Linked DNA regions of Mus musculus: all the other regions are linked to region 2. A link is a contact called in public promoter capture Hi-C data. All regions are on one chromosome and are shown on one strand. The core of a region is the stretch at or near the end of the contact, and the rest is flanking DNA. Distances in the headings are between cores, read along the strand shown.

Region 1 (3,027 bases), core at 222-2,721, 2.5 Mb before region 2:
ATGGGCAGCTTCAGTAATGGAAGAGTCCTTCTGGTCAATTTGCTCTTGGATATACACCTTCCTCCAATGAGTCTCCTGTGGCTGATTCAAGACAGCAATGGTCATGTCCACCTTAGAAGAAACAACTACACAATAGCCTAGAAGATCTAATTTGGTTTAAATCTAAAAGCTAGAAGAGAGTTTCCTAACAGTCTTGAGAGTTTGGGGGGTAAAGGGGCTCAAAGAGGGGTTAAAGAAGTGTAAACAGGATTTCTTTAGGTAGGCTACGAATAATTTTTACCTCATAACCTTTGGCATAATTGCTCAGGAAGTAAAGATAGCTGAAAGGCTTGGCAGGGTGTAGAGATAGAGGGAAGTTCAGGGTAGGCCGAAGGAATAAAGAAAACATTTGCTGAATGAACGAAACAATGGTGAGGAAAAATCAAGTCACTGGGGTGACACTACCTCCATCTATAGGATTTGTTAGAAAACAGTATTTAGTTGTGGCAAATTGTATTTTCACAATATGTCAAGTATGAATAAAAGCATTTCCCAACAACTTCCTTTTGTAAAGTAACTTTGAATCACGGTCCTAGAAGTCTAAAGTTTACAAAAGGTGGGTCATGGCTCAGAATAGTCTGAGGTCGCGCGAAAATGAGACAGAGACTCACTATGTAGTTCAGGAAGGTATTGAACACCTGATCCTCCTCTCCTGGTCTCCAGTACTGGGATTACCAGCGTGCCACCCGGAGCCTGACTTAGTAAGGTCTTACTTTAGCTTTTTGTTTGTTTGTTTTGTTTTGTTTTTTTGTTTTTCGAGACAGGGTTTCTCTGTGTATCCCTGGCTGTCCAGGAACTCACTTTGTAGACCAGGCTGGCCTCGAACTCAGAAATCCTCCTGCCTCTGCCTCCCAAGTGCTGGGATTAAAGGCGTGCGCCACCACGACCGGCGTTACTTTAGCTTTTAGTAAGCCTTGGTCAGATCAGAGATTAGGGGTGATGGTGATGATAATGAAGTCACGATGGTCTGTCCTTGTGAAGTCAAAGTCGAAGCGTTCGCGTCATCATGTTAATTCTTTCATACCACCACCTGTAGTCCTGGCCAGCGAGGAACACCAGAGCCCAGCACGCGGGCCGGGTGGGGGCTCCCGGCGGGAACCGGGTGGCCAAAGCCCGGCCCTGGTCCCCGGGTTAGGCGCCGGGCAGGGTCTTCCGAGAGCCCTCCTCATTTTTTTCCCTTTGCAAGGCCTAATGGGAGTTGTAGTTCAGCGGTAGGAAGACCCACTCGGCCCAGTCCTGTCCTCCGTTTCCTCTACGCCCCGGATGAGGGCGAACACCCGGGTCAGAGGGGCCGGGCCCAAGAAAACGCCGAACTACAATTCCCGATGGACCCGACATTCCAGTACGCAGTCACAGGTACCCGCGGCACGATCCCCGCTCCGGCGCACGCGCACCGAACGGTGGCGGGACTCGGCCGCGTGCGCTTTCCCGCCCTCGTCACGCCCTGCGCCATCGGCAGGGCTGTCTCCTGAGCTGTAGGCTTTCTCCGCGCGCCCCTCCTTCTCGGTTTCTCCCCAAGTCCAGGCTCCGCCTGTTTCCCTCCTCCAGGGCAGCCTCAACCCGCTCCTGTCTTCTCTGCCTCTGCTACTTCTGCTGAAGGAGGAGGCTCCATGTTGTCCCCTCAGCGAACTGCAGCGGTGGCATCGAGAGGAGCAGGTGAGGCGTCCAATTTTCCCGGGACCCGGTCCGTGGTTACCCACGCTGCCTCCCAGTGCTTCGGCTCCGAGGTGACAAGCCGTCCCTGCCGCCGCCTTTTTTGGTGTGGCGACGGGAGGCCGCACCGCCGGGTGTCTCGGCTCGGAATTCAGGGCCGGGGCTCCTGGAGCGGGGAACGTTCCCAGTCTCCGCCGGGAGCCCGCGGCCTCCTGCGGCCTGGTGTTCTGGCCCGTCGAGCTCCGCCCTGTGCTGGGCAGGGCGTGCCGGGCGGTGGCGCGCTCCGGGTCGGGAAGCGAGGTTGGCGGTCCGTCTTAACGGGCCGGGATCGGCGGAAGGCTTTATTGTTGAGCCTTAAAGTGCTGGAATGCTGCGGTGCAGCCTTGGAGTTGAAAGGTTTTATTTTAAACGAAAAGACCTTGAGATACTGACAAGTATTAGTAAAGTTCGTTTTCCACCCGCGCTTATCTCCATGTTTGGTGATAAAAGAATTGGCCTAAATTTGGTTGTTTTGTTTTGCAAGTTTTTTGTTTTGTTTTTTTTTTTTTTAAAGTAAGTTTGGTTCCTTTGGCTTTGCCGGAGACATAAAATGAGGTGGTAAAAGTACTAAATGAAAACCAAATAGTCCCTCCGTAAATTCATGGATGCAGTTTCGCCTGTCATTTTACCTGGCACTGTGCTTGTTTAATGGGTATGGCCCTGAAATGATTGCAAGTTTCAGTTGCGAAATCTAAAGGAAAAAAAAAAGAAGAGTCAACAGTAGTGTTTGAAGAATTTTTTAGCAAACCCCAGTCTTCAAATTTGAGTACGAAGTGGAATGTTTTGCAAAAGGTGAAGAAAAAAAAAAAAAAAAAAAAAAAAACCCCTAGCAGTCTAAAACGTCATGGTTCTCAGTTTTGTTTTGGAGAAGTGGAGTTAAGTAAAACCTACGTTAAGGATTTGTACTCTATGTCAGTATTCAGCTTACATACAAACTGCAACATCAAATGAGGGCTGTTTTGCTTCCTACGAAAACCAGCTTGTATTCTAGAAATTCCTGTGCAGCTTTTACATGCGTGAGGGGATGTATGGGTGAAAAACATTTTCACCTAGTGAAGCATAAGGCCAATACCAACATTGTTTTATTTTCGGTAGTTTACTGTCTTTTGTAATAGTCATAACCATAAGAAAAACAGTTGAGGGGTGGTGGTGGCGCACGCCTTTAATCCCTGCTCTTGGGAGGCAGAGACAGGTGGATTTCTCAGTTCAAAGCCAGCCTGGTCTACAGAGCGAGTTCCAGGACAGCCAAGGCTACACAGAAAAACCTTGTCTGGGTTCGGGGGAACAAAATGAACC
Region 2 (2,819 bases), core at 128-2,627:
CAGCCTAACTCTTTTTCTGTGTTGTGTTGTGTTGTGTTGTTTGGGGGGGGGGGTTCTTTTGTTGTTGCAGGGTTTTATTTTGGTTTGTTTTTTTGGCTTTTTGAGACAGAGTTTTTCTGTGTAACAGTCCTAGCTGTCCTGGAACTCACATTGTAGAGCAGGCTGGCCTTGAACTCAGAGATCTTGCCTGTCTTTGCCTCCAGAATGCTGGGATTAAAGGTGTGTGCCACCACACCCTGGCTTTTCTGTTTTGAAAAGAGCCACTATTAGTTGGTGAAGATGGGTCCTAGGCAAGTCAAGGTTCTGGCAGTAGAGGTCCTTTAAAGCAGGTCTCCCATTCTCCTACCATTTACCATACTGGAATTCCATAAGCCAAGCGTGTGGTCGTAGTCACTGAGGGAGCTGAGGAGAAAGTATTAGTTCAGCCCAGAAGCTGGAGACCAATCTAGGTGGTACATGACCAACACCCTCAGAGAAGAGGGGGCTAAGGGAAAGGAGAGAGGGAGGCTGGGGTTCCAGCCTGGAGAATTTCTTCGTTTCACGTGGTCCTTAGCAGTTCAGAAGGGGCGGCTGTTGTGTAGATGGATGAGTGAAATGTGTTCTTACAAGCCCAGGGAGCACTGTAGACGCTGCCTGTGGGAGCTGGTCTAGCAGTACTCAAGGAGAGGTTGACTATGGGCTCTACTTATTGGATCCTGATCTGAGGCTGAACTTCATTCAGGTCAGTGGTTAGAGCCAGGATAAAAGGAGGGCATAGGAACTGAGGGACAGGTGACTAAGCTTTTTACAAATCTTTTTTTAAGTACCTGGGACAGACAGGTGCTAGCGAAGTTGGCAGAGACGTCTCCTGTGCTTAGGATGGCTTGAAAGGCAGGGACGAACAGAGTATTCAGAGATGCAAGAGGAGGGACCTGGAAGTAGAGCTGGTAAGATTGGGCCAAGGTAGCGCTCTCTTAGCTTAAACTGCTCAACGAATGATAACTTGTTCAGGGTCTGCCCCGCCCCCTTCCCAGAAGCCCAGTGTCAATCAGGGATTGATGCCATCTAAGAGCTCCAGAGACCGGTAACAGGGCTAGAAGTCTGAATGAGGGTACAGGAGCTGTTTGTCCACTTTGAGTGACAATCTGAGCGAGAAACAGAGCTGAGACCACCCCCGAGAGCCATTGTAGGTTCTCAAACAAGGGTGGACCAAAAGTGCAAGGCAGAAAGTGATAGGGAAAGGCGGAGGCCAGCTCTGGATGCAAGATGATGGAACCAGTCCCGTTCACTCTGGCGGGTCATTGTCCCCAGGCAGCAAGAGGGACAGGGCTGGGCCGGCAAAGGGGCGGGACCGGGCACGTGGCCTGGGGCCCGCCTCTCAGACACGTGACCCGCCCAGGGCAGGGGAAGGGCTCCGGTGGGGCGGAGCCGCAAACCCAGGGCGGCCAGCGGGACAGACTGGCGGTGGAGCGATTGACAGGCGGCAGGGCAGCTCTGGGGCCCCCGGCAGAGTTGGCGGCGCGCGAGGACGCGGCTACGGCGGAGACGCTGGGATGTGGAGCGGGTAGGTCCCTGCACGCCGGTGGCTCTGCGCTCCGTCTGGGCCGTGCTGGCCTCCTGGGATGGGTGAACAGGGGCTCACTGCTGTTGTTTGCACCCCACTTGGGAGATAATCTGTACTCTCAGCCCTGCCTGCAGCAGCGAGGTGCATTGTAGCATGAGGACACACTGCAGCCCGAGAGCTGAAAGGACCTTGGCAGGACCGATCTGAGTTGCCCCAGGGTGAGAAGGGTGACCCCCTCCAACTCCTAGCTCCAGTGGAGTGCATGAGAGAAGTGGTAGTGGGGGTGGTGCATAGTAGTATGCATACCTCAAAAGTAAATCTGGGGCACGTATTTAAAGGAGAGCACACCCATGAACTCTGGAGAAGCAGTGCAGTTGAGAAAGCTAGCTGTGTCTCTCCAAGGTCCATCCCTAGCTAGTTGACTAGAACCTTCTGATTCAAGATGTGAGGTGGGTGGTACCTTCCCACAGTCTGGAGGGAGATAGGCACAGACCCTGAGTCCTGGGTGAACCCCTTTCCCACCCCTCATCCTCACTTCCATCTGTTAGGGCCATCGGTTCTTGAAGCTGACTCCTGTTCTTGGCCAGTCTAATAGGAGGAGACCTTGCTCCCTGTTCACATAGGTTGATGTTCTTTCTTGTCTAAATAGACAAACGCCTCCTCCTTCCAGGACTGCAAAGACTAGGTCTTGCGGTTGTTCCTGCTAAGGACTGTTTCAGGATAGGCAGAGGATAGGCGGAAGGAGGAGAGCCCTGGGGAGGGGAACAGGTGAGATCTATTTACTCTCACGGACCCCAGCTGATTGGAGTCGAAATGCTAGGGGAACCATGCAGCTTCGACACGGCCAGGGCACTAGAACTGAGCTCCTGTGGGGTGTGGGCTGGCTTGATCTTTTAGAGGGAGCAGAAGTCAGCCTGTGTTTCTTGGAGAGTTGCTCCAGGGAAGGAGGCTAGCTAGGCTTGGGAAGTGTTTTGGGTGGGTTCCTGGTGCCTGCCTCTGGTGGAGGCAATTGTGCTTGGAGGAATGCATGTGCCTGGGGCTGTGTGTTTGAGGAGCAGCCTGGTCTGAAGGAAGCTGTGAGCCTTTCTGCTGGGTGGACCGAGACAATTGCTGTATGGCCCTCAGGGTAACAACACCCCCTTCTCTGGGTTGGAGCCAGCTTGAGCACTTTGGGGGAGGAGGAGGGTCAGAGGAGATGTCAGGTGTCCTGTCTCTCTCTGTATTCCCAGGTCTCTCACTGAACCTGGAACTTGTTGAGCCAAGCTGGTGGCGAGTA
Region 3 (3,219 bases), core at 623-3,122, 2.5 Mb before region 2:
CGATCAGGAGGAGAAGCATGCACATTCCCCGGATGCAAGTTGTGTGTATCCTAGGGGTTTGCAGGGGGAAATGAAGACTTATGGATTTGTGGCCCAATTTCAATTGCTAGTGTCCATGAGGTCCCAAGAGTCACTCCAGGATCAGAAAGAACTATGGAGTGTGAGGAAGAGGAGGGGACAAGGACCCCAAGAAGCAGCTAGGGAGGAAAAAGAATAGTTAAACTTTGCAGAAGTGTTTACGTTAAGTGAGAAATCGGAAAAGGCGAGTTATTGCTATCCTTTTGGAGTGGTGCTGGGAGTAGAGTCCAGGGCCTCTGGGTGATGGTTTCTTTCTGTTTTAGTGAGAGAAGCCATCATTTGGGAATTTCGATTCCTGATTTATTTGTTTGTTTTGCTTTTGAGACAGGATCTTACTGTGTAGCCCCAGCTGGCCTTGAAGTCACAGAGATCTTCCTACCTCTAACTCCTGAGTGCTGGGTTTAAAGGCATGTGCCACCATGCAGAGCCTCATCTTCTGCTTTTAAGAAAGAGAAAAGAACACTGTACAGAAATGAACAGTAGCCATGTTTGTCCAGAATGCTTCTTTTTCTTTTTTCATTTGTGCAATGGTAATATACTGTTTTAAACATCTAACCTTTTATGTTCATGGATTTGATTTCAAACACGAATAAAGTAATCTCTGAATATTGAAAAGGAAATCAAAAGAAATTACATATTTCATGTTCCTCAATCAAAATGCCAGGGAGTGTATTTTTTTAACTCCTTCAATTACAAAAATGTTTTGAGATTTATTTTATGAGTGTAACAGAGCTTCAGACTTAGTGGGCCCCAAGACTTTAGCACAACTGACTCCATGATGGAAGTATCATTCAGGCAGACAGCACCACCTGCCAAAGCTAAAACAGAGGCCAGGTGTACTAATCTTATTTTTGGCTTCTGTGAGCCTGCTTTTGGCTAACTGTTCTTGTTAACTGAAGAATGCCAACCCAGAACATGGTTTTTGTGTTTAAAAGCTCACTCTGAGAAAAGCTAAGTGCTACACTGAACACCCACTGTAGTTGACAGCCAGGCTAATAAAGACTTTCTATTGGCTGAAACCCCTGTGCAAGCTGTCTTCTCTATGTGTGTTTTGTCAGTATGTGTGCACATGTACCAGGTCTGTACCTCATGAGTAACAATGTCAAAAGAAGGTATTGGATCCCCTGGAACTGAGTTAATCATGGTTGTGAGCCACCATGTGGATCCTGGGAACCATCCGGGGCCCTTTGCAAGAGCAGCAAGTGCTCTCAACCCCTGAGCCAGCTCCTCAACCCCACATTACTGTTGTTGTCATTATTTTTATTTTTATTATTATATTTTGGATTTTTGAGGCAAGGTCTCTTTGCATAGCTCTGGCACCCTTGGAACTCACTATGTGGAGCTAGCCTCACAGAGATGGGCCTGCCTCTGCCTCCTGAGTGCAGGAAACAAAGGCATAAACAACTACATCTGGCTATTATTATCATCATCATCATCATTATTTATTATTATTATTTTGGAGAGAAGATCTCAAACAGTAGCTCAGGCTAACTTTAAACTTATGGCAATCCTCCTGCTTCAGCTTGTCAAATGCTAGGATTTCAGGCATGTATTACTCTTAAAAAATAGCCTTTTGGTATGATTCATGTACAAAGATTAAATGTAATTCGACATAACATGTTCTTCCATGAGGAGTGTGTATAGGCTGTCAAGGGCTGGGGAATCTGGGGCAGAGGAGCAGAGAGGCGGGAACGCAGCGGGAGGGAGGCATCTAAGTGACTACTGAGTAGTGGCATGCCCTTGGCGACGCTCTCATTAGCCAGTTACAGGAGGAGGGGCGGGGTGATCTGGCTCAGCCTGGACTCTGCGGCCATTAAACCAGTCCCCATTGCGCTGGCCTCCACTTGCCTACTTGGGGCGCGAGGAGGTTGGAGAGTTTTTTTCTGGGACCCAAGCAAAGGTGAGAAGCCCGGGTGCCTCTGCGGGTCCCCGAGGGCTGTCTGGGAGGCGGAGAGTGTTTCGGCTGCGTAAACAAGCCAGGCGAGAGCTGCCACCTGTCTGCCATCCGCCGTACGCGGAGAAAAGGAGCCAGGGGCGCACGAATGCCTGCCTGGCCAGGAACCCTGCTGGTGACCAAGGATCCCGTGAGCCGCTTCTGCCCTACAGAGAGGGATTTGTCTATTCAAGGGCAAGCTCAGGTCAGAGCGGAGGAGAGCGAGAAAGTTGGAGAAGTTTGGTGGAAGTTTCTGGAGGGCTCTGCTAAAAGCTACCCTGCTCCTGGAGACTTGCTAGAGACTTAATGAGCTTTGCTCCCCTCTGTGTCTTAGGCATCCACGCTGCTGCTAAGCTGAAATTGAAGCTCACACATCCTGGAAAATGCTAGCACCCATAGTAAGTACAGCGTGAGAAGCCAAGGGTGGGCCAGGGATGGGTGTAGTGTTTTAATGGTGACTCTTGTTTTCTCCGGGTCTGACTCGCTGTTTTGAAGAGAGGAGCTTTGTAGTGAGGAAGCTACATTTGAACCCTTGGGGGATCAGGTATGAGCTGTGGGTCAGCTGCCACCTGTTGAGCCTCAGCAGTTGGCTGCCACCCTGCTTGAAACATGCTCAATAGAAAGCAGTAGAGGGGGGGAAGTTGGGGGCTGGGTCTTCTTACCAAACCCGGACCCTGGGCAGGTTCCTGGGTCGAATGTCTGAAGTTGATTCTGCTTATTTTTGTCTTGTCAGCTGACCCATGGCCATCCCTGCTGCCAGCAAACACTCAGCTCTGGCTTTTCCTTCATTTCTTCCCTCCATCCCCCCTTCTCTTTTCTTTCTGATTTTTGTTTTGCTTTTGTTTTTGAGACAAGGCTTCAGGTAGCCCAGACTGGCCTCAAACTTCCTATTTAGCGAGGACAGTTTCTTCCTTCTGGTTTCTCTGCCCCCACCTCTTGAGTGCTGGAATTATAGGTGTGAGGCCCCATACCCAGTTTTGTGAAGCCCTCCTGCATGGTAGGCAAGCACTCTACCGACTGAGCCACATCCCAGCCCCCGGCATCTTTGTTAACCCATGATGTCTTGAGATTGGAACAGGGCAAATGTCTTCTTCATTTTAACAAGACTGTTGATTTGGTTCAGGTTTTTGCAGACAACCCTCTTGGGATTGTGCTCCAGCTGAGTACTGGTGTGGGATTATAATCAAGTTCAAGTTTATTCGGTTCCC

The links. Promoter capture Hi-C pulls out the DNA fragments that hold promoters and counts their contacts.
Region 1: a contact with region 2 is called in a promoter capture Hi-C map of hippocampal neurons, with 5 times the contacts expected there. A contact is called at or near these places in 1 of 39 promoter capture datasets (hippocampal neurons) and 1 of 130 datasets of targeted methods (acute myeloid leukemia).
Region 3: a contact with region 2 is called in a promoter capture Hi-C map of hippocampal neurons, with 5 times the contacts expected there. A contact is called at or near these places in 2 of 39 promoter capture datasets (frontonasal cranial neural crest and hippocampal neurons).

What each region holds. Positions count from the first base shown.
Region 1 is chr19:7,492,967-7,495,993 of GRCm38.p6, forward strand. Atl3 (atlastin GTPase 3) reads left to right here and starts at 1,472. Exons shown (of 13, transcript NM_146091.4): 1 at 1,472-1,695. The coding sequence starts at 1,650. Gm52401 (a long non-coding RNA gene) reads right to left here and starts at 828. Exons shown (of 2, transcript XR_003952920.1): 1 at 651-828; 2 at 1-81.
Region 2 is chr19:10,016,817-10,019,635 of GRCm38.p6, forward strand. Rab3il1 (RAB3A interacting protein (rabin3)-like 1) reads left to right here and starts at 1,378. Exons shown (of 10, transcript NM_144538.3): 1 at 1,378-1,543. The coding sequence starts at 1,533.
Region 3 is chr19:7,555,587-7,558,805 of GRCm38.p6, forward strand. Plaat3 (phospholipase A and acyltransferase 3) reads left to right here and starts at 1,873. Exons shown (of 5, transcript NM_139269.2): 1 at 1,873-1,978; 2 at 2,346-2,409. The coding sequence starts at 2,395.